3 separate regions of the Drosophila melanogaster genome follow, and regions 2 and 3 are each linked to region 1. The links are chromatin contacts, called in public Hi-C maps. All regions are on one chromosome and are shown on one strand. The core of a region is the stretch at or near the end of the contact, and the rest is flanking DNA. Distances in the headings are between cores, read along the strand shown.

Region 1 (4,771 bases), core at 1,421-3,920:
AGAATCCTAGGCACACAATCGCACCGATAAAGAAGGCGCCAAAAACGATCTTCTCCTGTGTCTGGATCTCAACCGAGGGACGCGAGATGAAGTATAATGCCACGCCGATGAAGGCGATGCAGCCAAGAAGATGTGTCCAGATGTTGCCCGTTTCCGTGTGCACGCGGAAAATTGATTTAAAGCACGCACGGAAAGAGGGGAGCGGTGGGCGATGGCCGCGGTGTAGGAAGTCGTTATCCTGCAGCCACTTGGGTAGATTTTTGTAGTGGCACACTTTCCAGCTAGCCTCCCAGACCTACGGATGAAATGGAAAAAAATAACATATCATTCTATAGATAAGACATTACGTTTGGTAACTATAAACAAACAACAACAACAAAAAATACAGTCCCAACACTTAATACTATTTATTGAAATAAAAACAAAAATACAAAAGCTACAATATTACAAATCTTGAAGAGTATCTTCCATTTAAGCCATTCTTCACTTGGCAGCATCACTTGGCTTACCTTGCGCACAAACTCCTCTGCCTGCTCGGCGGCATTGTGTGCCAATGCGCCCAAATCAATTTCATCGGAGAGAACTCCGGCCTTCAGCACTTCCGTCATCTGTGGAATAGAGTGATAAGACATTAAACAGCTCTCAAAACAAATATAAAAAGCTTAATAACAAAGAAAAACTAAGAGCAAATGGGACTAACGACTGCATTTTCAGCTTGCTCCTTGACTGTGTCAGGGTTTTGGGTTCTGTAAGTTTCTTGACTGAGATCCGGCTCCAGATCCGGGTTGACACGCACTATAACCTCCGGCTGGGTCTGCATCTTGAGCGGCTAACAGAGATTCGAACGGAACTAGAACTAAATGTGCGAGGCAATGAGCGATTGTACTGTGAAGCCTCTGCCAGTCGCATACTCAATTTGTTGGCGGAACAAGAAAGCACCGAATGCGTTCCGCGATAAGATAAGCTTGCCCGAAACTGACTCCGGGCATTATCAGCACCGCATCGACGTAAATTTGTGATTTTTTTCCAGCATCTGTCGTATAAAGGGCTATGCCAAAGCTTTTTGCGTTCAATCTAAGCCTGACCTTTAAAGCCGGTGATCAAACGGGCAGATTGTCTAGAGTATAAGGCTCAAAGTCAAGAAATTTTACTTGACACCTTTCGGACAGACATTAAAGGCAAGGAGAGATAAGAGGTATAACTTTCAAATGGCTATGGAATATGCTTTAAATTGAGCAATTGTATTTAGTGAGTCATAAAAATGGAGAAATGGCCACGATAAGGTTTAAGTACAATGGTTATGGTACATTTTGCATGTGGCAAATAGACATTGGCCAATGCAACATTTCGATTGATAAGACGCCCGACATTGAAATGACTGCCTGCGCAGAGGGAAAATTGCGACTAACAAGTGGCAGCCGATAACCACATGGTGGTAGGTCAGCGATAAGAGCTCCGCCACATGTTTTGACGATTGCATTTCGTACTTTTCCACCTGGTGGAAAATGGAAATAAAGGTTAATAGCCCCAACTCACCTCCGCCTCAATAAGCTGTGTGTCCTCCGGGGTCGAGGGGAGTGGACAACCGGCGTCATCCTCCTCGACCAACTCATCGTCGTACTCCAGAATGTCCAGATCATTGGGGCTAAGCGAGTCCTCCGGTCCCCAGCCACGTCGCTTGCGCAGGATCATCTGCACCTGCTCAAAGATATCCTCGTCTGAACCTTCTCTACGCAAGGTGGCCGTGGTGGTGGTCACCGCCTCGCCGGTAGCATGTCCTTCGGCGTCCATGCCGAAAGTGGCTCGAGCCTGGGTGGTTACCTCCACCTCGGCGGGATGGCTCCCGCCACTCACATCAGCCGCTGAGCCCTGTTGCTCGAGGAGATTAGTGGCCGAATCCATGGTCTTACGATCCCGCGGATTCGTTTTGCACTCCGCAAATAGTATTCTGTAAGAGAAATACGTTCTGTTCAATACGATACATACGAATTTAGTTGTTCGAAAGCAATGCTAAGCGTTTGTTAGCTCAACGCTAGCTCGTCTGGGAAATGCGATATTTGTTTATTTGTTTATTGGTCTGCTCCGATCGCATTGCTATATAGTATGGCGCGACCTTTGTTCCCCAGTAAATCGGTTGTACGTAGCACATAAGTCTGTATCTGGTAGCTTTGTGTGTTTTATCACTTAGGAAACTTAGCTGCCAATTACGTTTTTACATAAGATGGTGTTCAAATGCGAGTGGGATCCTCAGTGGGTTAAGGTGCAGTTGCTATTTCGGGGAAACCATTATATAGATAGCAAAGTGCATGGAAAATGCAGCCAGAAGGCCACGTGTGAGTGGAATACTACCAACTGGCTTAACCCCCACCTGCACTCCACTTGCGCAGTTCCCATTTTTTTTATACGAAGTTACAGAAAGTGTCACAACACAAACGAACGATTAATCACTCGATTTCACTGGCGTTTCGTTACTATTCACTTACCACTCGAAAGTCGCGCAGTTGGCGTGGCTTCGACGGCAGGCCCAGGAGTCAACACTGGCGCGAAAAACTATTTGCTGCACTTGCTTCAATTGCGTGCAATTGCAGTTTTTCATCTGTTTTCCCTTAATTTAATTTTTTCTGTGTTTTTTCCAGTGTGACTGCAAGCGCGATAGGGAAAATCACTAGCAATCATATGGGAACGGAGGAAATGCGGTCATACCTTGACGCAGCAGCTGTTAACGGCTGTTAACGCTACTTTGTAGTCACAGCTCTGTAAAACAATGTGGCAACTCTGCGCAGCGCCCGCCATATTTGAAAATGCTTGCCAGCAAATCGTATTGCTCCCGGTAAACAAGGTGCTTTCATTATTAGTCAACATTTTTGAGAGCTAACAACTTTTTATTGGCGATCAAAGGTGGTACTTCAACTGACCAAATATTGGATATTTGCGTAAATACCTAACAGGCATTTGTTTTTTTTTTCATGAGAAATTACCGTGACGAAATTACAAGACGTATATTATATGAATAGAAAATTTTCCTCTAGTCTGTAAACACTTCAGTAACAGAGAAATTGTTTTCAAAAAATGTTAAGGCATCTCATTAAAAAACATCAACAATGAACTCAACTTAAGCCTGGTAGTTATGAATTAGCATGTGTAGTTCCCCGATATTTAACCTACTTAAGTATGCACATATCTGCCATTCCTTGGACACTTTTGCAAAGACAACAAAGACAACATCACAGCTTACTTAAAATATATATATTTAAATTAATTAATTAAAGTAATACAAGAATGTCTAATTATAGCTTTTTTAGAAATAGCATTACGGTGTTATAAAAACCCACAAATGTAGGCAAATAACAATTCTAATAATAAAGAAACTTAATTGGGAAGACAAAATGGTGTTTGGCTAGTGAGGAAATATCACCAGCCTTGCAGGCCCAATAAAGATTCACTTGTTTGGCAAGCTCTTAATAGCGCAATTTAACTACGTTTTAATAGCGCCCTTAGAATATTTATTGCACATAAAGGCCAATATGTTTAGTCAAGAGTCATTCATCTTTGTTAAACAAATTCAATTTCAAACATAAGACTATAGAACTTGCTTTGCTCAGGGGCAGCCCATCAAGATGATATACCCTATTGACCAATCCAGGCCAATATCATCCATCAGCTCTCGGCGTTCTGACCAGCTACGTTAGAAACTCGGCCAAGGAGCAGATTTCGCACAGACCCCGACTAGCGGTATTAATCGACTGAATTAATACATTTAGTAGCGCTGAAGTTCAGGGTCATAATCACAAAAGAGAAGCGCCGATAATGCGAGCTGTTTCTGTTTGAATGACGAGCGCGCGACAAAAAATGCTAAACGGCCAATGTGCTTCAAATGGAAATGGAAATGCCAAAGACCCGGAAGGGTGGCGACCAACACAGCTGCAGTGCATCCAACTCGGCAAACATTTGCATATTTGACCGGGCACTTAGCACGTGGGTGGAGTACATGGATCACCATGGGTCACACAAATCACCTGGGAATCTGGGAGACTGGTGAGAGTAAGTGCGTGAAATTGACCCATTCATTGGACGGACAATCGCTTCCCATCGATCTGGAAATGTGTTAACTGCGCCCGTAAACCCTATTTGCGTAGTTAAATTAAGTGCCAGGTTATGGAGTTGGGGCGTGTCATCCCCCACATTGGCACATATATATATATATATATAAGCACTTATAACTATGCTGCCAATTGAGTTCGTCTCAATGACGTGACGGCGATAATAAATCAATTGTCTAGCGGTTTATTTAAAGCCAATTTTGTAGCTGGAAATTGGCACACAGAAAGAAAAGTGGTGTCAGGAACTTATATATAAAATGTTATTATTTTGGTTATTTTTAAAGGGTCTAATGGAACTATTTTTATTATAAAAATGTAGATAATTTTTTAAGCATTTCTTTATAGAGATGTTTTTAGAAAAATGTTTTTTTAAATGGGCACACAGAAAGAAAAGTGGTGTCAGGAACTTACATATATAAAATATTATCCATATCTATTTTGTTAATTTTAAAGGGTCTAATGGAACTATTTTTATTACAAAAATGTAGTTAATTTTTTAAGCATTTCTTTATAGAGATGTTTTTTAGAAATAACACAGTATCAAACGAAAGTGGCGAGGATGACGCAAAATCCAATTAACCTGAGTTATCACTGAAAGGTCAAAGCACATAATAAAAATATAAACTCCATCGTGCGGTCTAAAAATCGCGACACATTATATATAAATATAA
Region 2 (4,771 bases), core at 885-3,384, 190 kb before region 1:
TTTATTTAGCTGTGTAAGAACATGATATGTAGACTTACCATAGGGAAACCTTAACGAACCATTTTAATATGCTCTCGAGTAACCTCCACATTCCTACCACTTTTTACCACGCAATCGGAAAGTGCATCATCGAAGTGCATTAAAGACACACCGTAAATACGCATTTCCCGGAATTTTCATACGCATTTTTCCGGCATAATGAGCAGCGGACACAAGCGTATTGTCCGCAATCGAATACAATTGAGCAATGCGGACAGGCAAGGAAAGCGGGAAAGGGCAGTGGAAACTGAGACTTCGAACTTTGCAAACGTTAATTAATGAGAAAATGTATTTATTTGGCGGCGTTGCGAGTCAAAGAGAATTCCGTTCTGGAAACGTAGCCGAGGCGTTGCTAATGAGCATGTGACGTTTCGGGGGGCCTGTGTCTGTGTGTGTGTCAAGGGGCTTGACAGGTGGGCAGTGGAAGTTGGGCGGTCGTCCATATGCATTTCGCTTAATGTCAGTGCAATAATATTAAGACTTAATTAATTAAAAACTGCAAGGGTATGCCGGCCGCCCAGCATCTGCAGCAACGTTGGCAATTGTTTGCATTTAATGCCCCCGGCTCAGAGCCGTAAGTACCACCCCGTGCTCTTCCAAATGCACTCGAAAAAAAGGATACTCGAATGAATGCCTTCATAAAAATATCAGTTTAATTAAATTAAATATCTTGTAGCAAATATAAAAACTAGTTGTAACTTATAATTCCCTTATTTTTCCAAAAATTTCGCATTCAATCAAAATATTATAGCACAAGTTTTTAAGTCTTTTCTTGCTTTTTCGTCAGGTGTGGGGGTAAAATTAAAAGAAGTTTACGCAATGTTTGCATAAAATGCACGCAAAAATGTCCCGTCAGCTGCTGACCATCATTTTCCGTAGGTGTTCGACGGCGACTTGTTTTTTGTTGCCGTTTTAAGTGCTTGAAATCCGTTGTGTTGACTTTATTTACCCACGCACACCCGCCGTTTGTGACCCCGCTTTGTCTTTATTTTCCATCCCCGACGCACCGCCATACCTTGGCATGTGGACGATGCTCATGCTACTCCTCCGCCTCCTCCTTCGCTCTGCTCTGGACATGTGTATGGACAACATTTGACAACAGCGTGCTTGGCCATCGGATTCCGGAAGTGCCGGTGCCCTTATTCAGCGTTTATCCGGCCACGAAGCATGCAATTACGGCCCTCTGCCAAACGGTGCGCCAGGAAATACATTTTCTCAAATTAAATATTAAATTAACGGTAAGTTAAATGCAGTGCATACATGGCGCGCCTCATCCTCCATCTTAATCCTCGGGAAATGCGGCAAACATGACGCGTCTGCTCATTGGTTACCCTCTCCATTTTTATCCCTCCATTGCAGAGCATTTGCCCGGGCATGGTAGACACGGATTTCCTTAGTGTTTACTCGCAGGCGGTAGCCGAGCTGCCCAAACTGCAGGCAAGGGATGTGGCCAAGGCCGTGTTGTATGCGCTGAACACTCCCGATGGCGTCCAGGTGGAGGACATCATCCTGCAGCAGATGCGGAAGGTCGATTGAATTTTAGTTTGAATTTCAAGAGAATTACATTTTACCCAAAACGATATTATTTGTACATTTTGTATATGTTCTTCTATGTAATAAGAGAACAAATGTACATATTTTTAAATATAAAAAATTACATTATTGCATTTCAAGCAACTGTTTCGACACTTTATATTCTTTAAGATGTTATCTGTAGATAACATCTGTATTAACATCTTATTACAAATAACATAAAAATGCAATAAAACGATAATTAAACATTTATAATATTTTGCATATTCTCTAATCGATATAACATTAAATGCGTGTAAATAGTTTGGCAACATTATGAATGCATTTATACATTCATTCATTTGAATTGGAATTGCCCGCGCATGTAGTGGAGTTGCCACCTTGCGGTAGGGCTGCCAGATTGAGTCAAAAGACCAGGGCTGTACAGCTATCGCTAGCGAGTACAACAACCACTCTTGATTTGGCTCGCTTCGCTCTAGCAGAGTTATCCACCAAAACATCGATTACTCGTGCTACCCCCAAAATCGATGGTACGAAACAAACATCGATATTTCACAGCTTTCGCTTATTGGTCACACTGGGGCTTATGATTAAAAAAAACTGAACTGACTCCAATAAAAACGTGAGGTAGAAAAAGCGAATTAGGTTGACAATTAATACACACAGCAGACGCACGGTAACCAGCCGCCAATACCGATACGAACGCGCGGCGGCAACAGCAAGTGCGCAAGTAAAAGTCCATATCAAACGCAAGCTACCCGCAGCCGCGGGCAGTTAAATTCCGAAATGCGTCCACGTAGTGCAAAATCCGAATCTCAATTCGAATTCGAATCGGAAGTCCGGATGTCTGCGCCCTTTTTATGCTTTTTTCGAGGGTGCGGCTTAGATCGGCGTGCACCTGCCGTCCAAAGTGTGATTACGAAATGTGCTCCAACGTGAAATGATATTATAAAGTATAATATAATGCATGTTACCACGTAGTTGCACACAGACAGGCAGCACACGCACACACACGCGCACACCCAGTGCCACTCACACACACACACAGACAGTGAGCGAGCGAGAGGGCAGGAGGCAGAGAAAGAATGAAATAAAGAAAGTGCTGCCCAGTTGACAAAGAACAGGTTTTAACCTAATTAACTAAATAATGGGCCCAAGTGAATGTTTCGCCGCCAGGAGGAATTTGCTTCCTTATATCCGCAAGGTCCCCGCCGCTCGAGTGTGCGTGTTGTTGTATGTGTGTCAAGGTTCCGGAAGTTGAGCCGCCGTAAAATTGATTTCCTATACACCAAGCCGCTGTTGCTGCCGCTGCTGTTGTTCTTATTGTGTTTCTGTGGCTGGACATTGAACTTGAGTCGAAATGCGCACTAACCCATTATCCATGCCATATCTCTTTTCGATCCGGCAGCCGTCTAGCCCAGCAGCTCTCTTCCCCCCACAATAAACACACACAAGCTGCTCTTGGAGCCAATCACCCGCAACCGATAGCCACACGAAACCATCAGGATGTTCATCTGGGACTGGTTCACCGGAGTGCTGGGATACCTGGGTAAGCAACGTCGCCATTGCCGACCTTGTGCCTTGGGGCGGCGTTTCTTGAACGAGTGCCAACAAGGCAGCCGCACAAAAGAAACCCAAATTCGACGGCTGTACAGCGGAGGTCGTGGTGATAGCTCTAAACGTGCGATTATCTCGAAATCTAGAGGTTAAACTGTGTCTATAAGGTGTCGAAAGCTTATAACTTTCCATTAGGTCTCTCTATCACAACAAATGCGCGTTGAATATGCATTACTCTAGGGTGCATATACAATATACACTTCTGTAAAAGGTATTTTGATTGCATAGCCATGTACTCTTCAGCCACAATTATTTAAGCAGACATTTTTGATAGGGTTTTCCTCGCTTCCAGATGGCTGCTACACTTTTATTTGCTTTGTAATGCTAAAAGTTAAAATTATTCCATACGAAAAGTACTGTTCTACAGTGCAGGCCAAACTGATAGCAGTTGTTATAAGCGCATTTTTGTTATAGCTTGATCTTTAATCAGGTTAATGATAGCCGAACATTTTGGGTAGCAAAGGTAATAATTAGCCCGAAGTCCAAGAGCTATTGTCTCGACCTCAAATGTATATTCGGCTGTCTGTGGCTGGGCAAACACAAGTGAGCCGCCACTAGTGTTAGTTTAGCTGCGTATATTAATTGATGACGCGTAAGTCAAAAGGCTATTCAACACACTTTCTCGTTTTCAGGTCTGTGGAAAAAGTCTGGCAAATTATTGTTCCTGGGCCTGGATAATGCTGGCAAAACCACACTCTTGCATATGCTCAAAGATGATAAGCTGGCGCAGCATGTGCCCACACTGCATCCAAGTGAGTTTCCTTCATGGACTAAATAGTGGTTATGTGTGTGACTTTAATTAACTAATATGATTGACTTGCAGCATCCGAGGAGCTGTCCATCGGCAACATGCGCTTCACTACATTCGACTTGGGTGGCCACACTCAGGGTAAGTGCCTAATCTTGACCAGAGCTCAGGGGAATGTGAATGTGCATCCAAATCGTTGCTATTTTCCGTACGTGCCCACGACTAAATATAGACCAGTATGCAAATATCGCAGGGCTAAGCAAGCGCAGCCGCCAGATCCACGACAATCAGCATGAAATATAGCGCATCAGGTCACCCATACAGCCAGTGCGTCTTACACTCGTAGCATTTGTTGCGATCAATCAGCGCCACACACTCGAAGCAATGCCACCACAGTGGTCACAAGCAGCTCATCCAGAGATCTCAATTATCATCTTATCTCAACTGTGATTATGAAGACCTCAGAATACTAGAATATTTAACCCATTGCATACAATCAATATGTTCATTTATGTTTAGAAAGCAATTAGTGTCTTGTTGATTTTCGCAAATACTATCTTCCTTACCACTGTGCACATATAGGCGACGTATTTATTATTAATATTATGAAGGCAAACATTCTCTATGTAGATAACAAACAGAAACGAAAAACTCGCATACATGCAGTTGATATATGTATATAAATATGAACATTATGAAAAGTGATCAAACATCGTGAAATCCAGTTGTTTTGATAACGAAGCTCTAGCACTCATTTTAAGGCAGCTCGTCATCGTGACGATCGTTTTCGCTTCGGAACTACTAGGTACACTAAAGTAGAAAGGTTCTTAGCGG
Region 3 (4,771 bases), core at 833-3,332, 140 kb before region 1:
GTGGACCCTTGTAATCTGTGGCTATTAACTGGGCATAGCTATTCAAGTTGAGTAGCCTCATTTTGGAGGTAGCTGTGACACCAGCTTTGTCCTTTTTCAACGTCTCTAGGAAGTCCGCACTGAAAGTAATTACAAATTTAAGTTTTAATTCCAGATTTTCAAGCGTTTCAAAGAACAAACCTCAAAACAGAAGCCAAGTGGCCGTGTTCTACTAGACCCAACATTGTTAGCGACCACACAAAGCTCAACCACTCGGATTGCTTGGTAAAATCCTCGCGGACAATAGACTTTACTAGCTTTTTGCTCACTTCCTCCAATTGAGCGCTTTTGAAGTTTAGCAGGGCCGATGTTAGGAAATAGGCACTGAGATCTTGGGGGCGACAGATTTCACTATTCTTTAAAAGCCACTGCGTAAGTGATTCCAAGATATCTACCGAAAAAAATAAATTACATTAATCACAACTTTTTCTGATGTGTTTATATCCGAGCTAACCCAAATCCCGGTATCGTAAAATGCCCAGGCTGGTGATAATGGATCCCACAACGGCAGACTTCTCCACATTCTTAGGCAGCGCCGATTGCACATCCGCACACACTTTAGCGCCTAGAACAGAATCCTGGAAATTCAACGTGGACATAGCGAACAGCACATCCCCCGCTTGCTTTAAATCCAGCGATTCCGACGCGCTGCTGATATTAAAGGCCAGGGAGCGCAAGAGAGGAGTACTACGCCTCTTCCGCTGGGCCAGGGTGCTCATCACCTTGACCATCTGGGGCAGACTGATGCTAGCTATCAGCTTAGCGGCCTCATCGTCACCAGCTACGCCAAGCACCGTGTTTAGGTCATCTGTTCGGAAGCCGGAAATCCGCTTGGCCGTCCCATTGTCACCAAGGTCCTTGTTGTTAGCATTATTATTTTTGGGAACCGTCCGGCCCAACATCCGGCAAATACGTAGGAACCTTGTGTCGTTCTCGAATTCCGAGATCTTTACTCGATTCAAGGTGCTCCACTCGGCCAGTATGGAGACAATTCTGAGGGCATGCTTCCTCGAGAAGCCATTGTTGTTCTCCGTGATAGTTAGCAGTCCATTGACTGTCTTTGCGTTGATGATACGCTCATCGATCTTGCTGGAGGCTTGGCTTTTGCTCTCATCTTTGGGATCGTCGTTTCTAAGGGATTCGAAAGCAGCGGCTACCATGTGGCCTGCAATAAGGATGGAGTGAATACCAATTAGTAAGGAGGACAACAATTTTAGAATCTACCTACCCCTGGGCTTTTTGGCCGCCTCCTCCACAGCCGGCGCGCGTGCTTCCGGCTCCACTGCATCCGATTGTGCTCCAGTGGGCGCCACGGGAATGCCCGCTGCCCGGACACTGCTGCTGAAGGCTGCACGGCGGTACAACTGGGTGACAAAACTGCCGGCAAAACGTTGTAGTCCCAACATTTTCAGTCAATCCACACGCTGCAAGAGACCACAGAAGTTTACATAACCTTTTTGTTTACATTTTTAGCGGCCAGGAAGGGGCTTTACAAAGCATGCCAATGATATAGGCTTATATTCATGACTTGAACCGTCTTATTTCCCCTGATATCCTTCACGTTTCATTTAGTATTTTCATTTATTTTAGTAAACTTTCCTATTGAACGTTGAGAATCCACAGATGACAGCAGCGTTCAGCTGATGGTAGTGTAGGGTAAGACCCGTCGGCTCCATGCAAAGCTTTTGTAACACTGCGAGCTGTGCTGCCAACTCAGCATTTTCTAGCTAGATCTGGCGTTTTTTATTCCGGAACTTAGGTGTCATTGCATGTGCTTTCGGTTATTTGGTAAATGCTTCCAATTTTATTACTATGCCGATTTCTCTTTGTGCTTTATTAATAAGAAAACTAATGTTTTATTGAACTATTTCGGTTATTGGTAAATGGTTCCCATTTTATAACTATGCCGATTTCTCTTTGTGCTTTATTAATAAGAAAACTAATATTTTATTGAACTATTTGGAGCACAAATTTAAAAAGCTAATTTTCATTAATAACGGCTACAGCTATTTATCGGATTTAGCTACACTTGAACAGTGAGAGTTGGAAACACTGTTTGCAACACTGGACACGACAGCTCACCAAATATTAGCTGCTGTGATTTTGTTTTACAATTTTCGTTTAAATTTTTACATTTTTGTTTGCGGAAAGCGCGGGTGCGAGACAGGTGCGCCGTTTCCATGCAAAAGTGCAAATCGTCAGCTGCAAAACAGTCAGAAAACGGCACGCCAAGCGAAAACGAGTTCGACGTCTTGTTGTAGTTGGATTTTCCAGCCACTTTTCGACGAGATTGTGTGAAAAATTCCGTAGCATTCAATAGTCTCAAAATGGTGGATAAATTCATCAGCATGTGGAAAGTGCGCGAATTGGCGGACAAGGTGTAAGTGATCAGGAATATATAGGATATATCCATACGTATATGTAATGGGATGTGTGTATAACATTCCCTTAACGCCGAAGTGAATGTTAAGACTCCCACGCCCCAAGTTTTCTGATTTCCCGCCACGCCCCCAACTCCTCAAGGATTTCAAAAGCCCTATGTCATGCATAAATCCCTAATAATTCATAAAGATATCTTACTTATGGATCAACTGCATCGGGGTGCTGGATTAGGTTCACGTTTTTAACTGCTTTCAAGGTTGTTCGCCATTTCAAGAGAGCTTTACCAACACAGCCACATTCCGATATTGATATCCATGTGTATATGCGCCTGTGTGTGTGGGGCTTTATCAAGAAACAATTTGTTTGCTTTCGACTGCCCAAATATAACAATTTTTTCACCTGTGTTAACAGCTCCACTTCCAGGCTTTCCAGTGAAATGGGTGTTTCTCTTTCCCCCATCGAATTATTAATTATGGGTGTCCCCTTTCACCTGCGCCTTTTATGGGGTAGTTATTTCTAAAAGCGAGCCTATAGTTCGAATAAATAATGGTGGCTCGATAGCCAACACCGAACTCATTAGGTTAAGTGCGCGGGTACACCTTTCCTAGGGCTTATCTCGAACTGATAAGGAACACCTAGATGGCCCATTTGCGACAATTGGCCCACTTCCATCACGTTTCGAACGTCTATCAACGTCGCAGCCAAGCCATGCGTATTACTTATTTATCTGCATCTTTGCATTGTATATCCATATCGTCACACAACGTTTACTTAAAAATACCAGTTCTGATTAACTGGCCCTCTATCTATTTGATTATCTATTCAATTGAGTTTACGGAATGTCCCAGTCAATATGCCTTTTTTCTTTACTTAAGTATATATCAATTATTTAAGGAAACAAGCTCGGATTAAGATTTGTATTTACATATGTACAAAAGTTCTACGACTAACATCGTGAATAGTTAATAGTTACTTTAAAATAAAACAATGACTTCGTTCCCACTTGCAGCACCAATGTCGTGATGAATTACACGGAAACGGAGGGCAAGGTGCGGGAGGCCACCAACGATGATCCTTGGGGGCCTACAGGACCCCTCATGCAGGAATTGGCCTATTCCACCTTCTCATACGAAACATTCCCGGAGGTGATGTCCATGCTGTGGAAGCGCATGCTGCAGGACAATAAAACCAACTGGCGACGCACGTACAAGGTAACGTTTTCAGTTTAAACTAATAAATATAGAGCTAACGAGTATATATTTACTTACAGAGCCTCCTTCTGCTAAACTATTTGGTGCGAAACGGCTCTGAACGGGTGGTAACCTCCTCTCGGGAGCACATCTACGATCTGCGCTCGCTGGAGAACTATACATTCACCGACGAGGGCGGCAAGGATCAGGGTATTAATGTTAGGCATAAGGTACGAGAGCTTATAGACTTTATTCAGGATGATGATCGTTTGCGCGAGGAGCGCAAAAAGGCGAAGAAGAACAAGGACAAGTACATCGGCATGAGCAGCGACGCCATGGGCATGCGAAGCGGTGGCTACAGCGGCTATAGCGGTGGATCTGGAGGAGGCGGCGGTGGCAGCGGTGGCTACAATGATGGCGACTATCGCTCTAGTCGTGGAGACAATTGGTGTAAGTAAGAAATTTTTATTTTTTTAAGATTTTTGTTCAAATTCTCTATATGTAATATTAATATTGATGATTTTTCTTCAGACTCCGACAAAAGCGCCGACAAGGATCGGTATGAGGATGATGATACTCACTACGATGGAGAGCGAGAGGGATCCGATAGCGACTCACCCAGTCCAAGGCAAGTTTTCACTTTTCCGATTAACCTGCTCTATATCCTAATGTACTCTTTTCTCCTCACAGACGTAACTATCGATACAATGACCGTGCGAGTCCTGCCGAAGTAGCCAGCGAGGCCAAACCTTCCAGCCTCAACATGAACATTCGTTCGAAGACCGTCAGTTCCCCTGTCTCCAAGCAGCCCACTTCAACGGCTTCTGCCAAGCCAGCGCTGTCCCAGAAGAAGATCGATCTGGGTGCGGCAGCAAACTTTGGAAAGCCAGCTCCTGGCGGTGCTGCTGGCATTCACTCACCAACTCACCGTGACACTCCCACCAGCGTGGACTTGATGGGCGGCGCTTCGCCATCGCCGTCTACTTCCAAGGCAAACAATAATACGCAAAGCAATAACAACGATCTGCTGGACGATCTGTTCAAGACCTGCTCGCCACCGCCGGGGCAGGAGAAGACGCTGAACAGTGCTGCCGTGATTGTGGATGACGATGATGACTTCAATCCGCGTGCCAGCGATGCTAGCCAGCAGGAATTCGGCG

The links. Hi-C and Micro-C count contacts between places; a contact is called where the count stands out from the background.
Region 2: a contact with region 1 is called in a Hi-C map of the Kc167 cell line, with 2.5 times the contacts expected there. A contact is called at or near these places in 2 of 107 Hi-C or Micro-C datasets (the Kc167 cell line and cellular blastoderm embryo).
Region 3: a Hi-C map of the Kc167 cell line shows a contact between it and region 1, with 2.3 times the contacts expected there. A contact is called at or near these places in 4 of 107 Hi-C or Micro-C datasets (the Kc167 cell line, the S2 cell line and embryo).

Annotation. Positions count from the first base shown.
Region 1 is chr3R:22,545,176-22,549,946 of dm6, forward strand. It overlaps AdipoR (Adiponectin receptor), which reads right to left and starts at 2,671. Exons shown (of 7, transcript NM_142804.3): 1 at 2,484-2,671; 2 at 1,537-1,948; 3 at 510-608; 4 at 1-295. The coding sequence starts at 1,902.
Region 2 is chr3R:22,354,551-22,359,321 of dm6, forward strand. It overlaps Sar1 (Secretion-associated Ras-related 1), which reads left to right and starts at 2,135. Exons shown (of 6, transcript NM_170002.3): 1 at 2,135-2,248; 2 at 2,981-3,121; 3 at 3,822-3,941; 4 at 4,013-4,078. The coding sequence starts at 3,079. rdhB (retinol dehydrogenase B) reads left to right here. Exons shown (of 6, transcript NM_001275902.1): 5 at 1,142-1,277; 6 at 1,399-1,714. The coding sequence ends at 1,575.
Region 3 is chr3R:22,409,219-22,413,989 of dm6, forward strand. lqfR (liquid facets-Related) reads left to right here and starts at 2,083. Exons shown (of 6, transcript NM_170009.4): 1 at 2,083-2,419; 2 at 3,431-3,632; 3 at 3,692-4,061; 4 at 4,143-4,239; 5 at 4,302-4,771. The coding sequence starts at 2,367. CG13850 reads right to left here and starts at 1,697. Exons shown (of 7, transcript NM_142781.5): 1 at 1,639-1,697; 2 at 1,268-1,463; 3 at 494-1,204; 4 at 181-430; 5 at 1-119. The coding sequence starts at 1,445.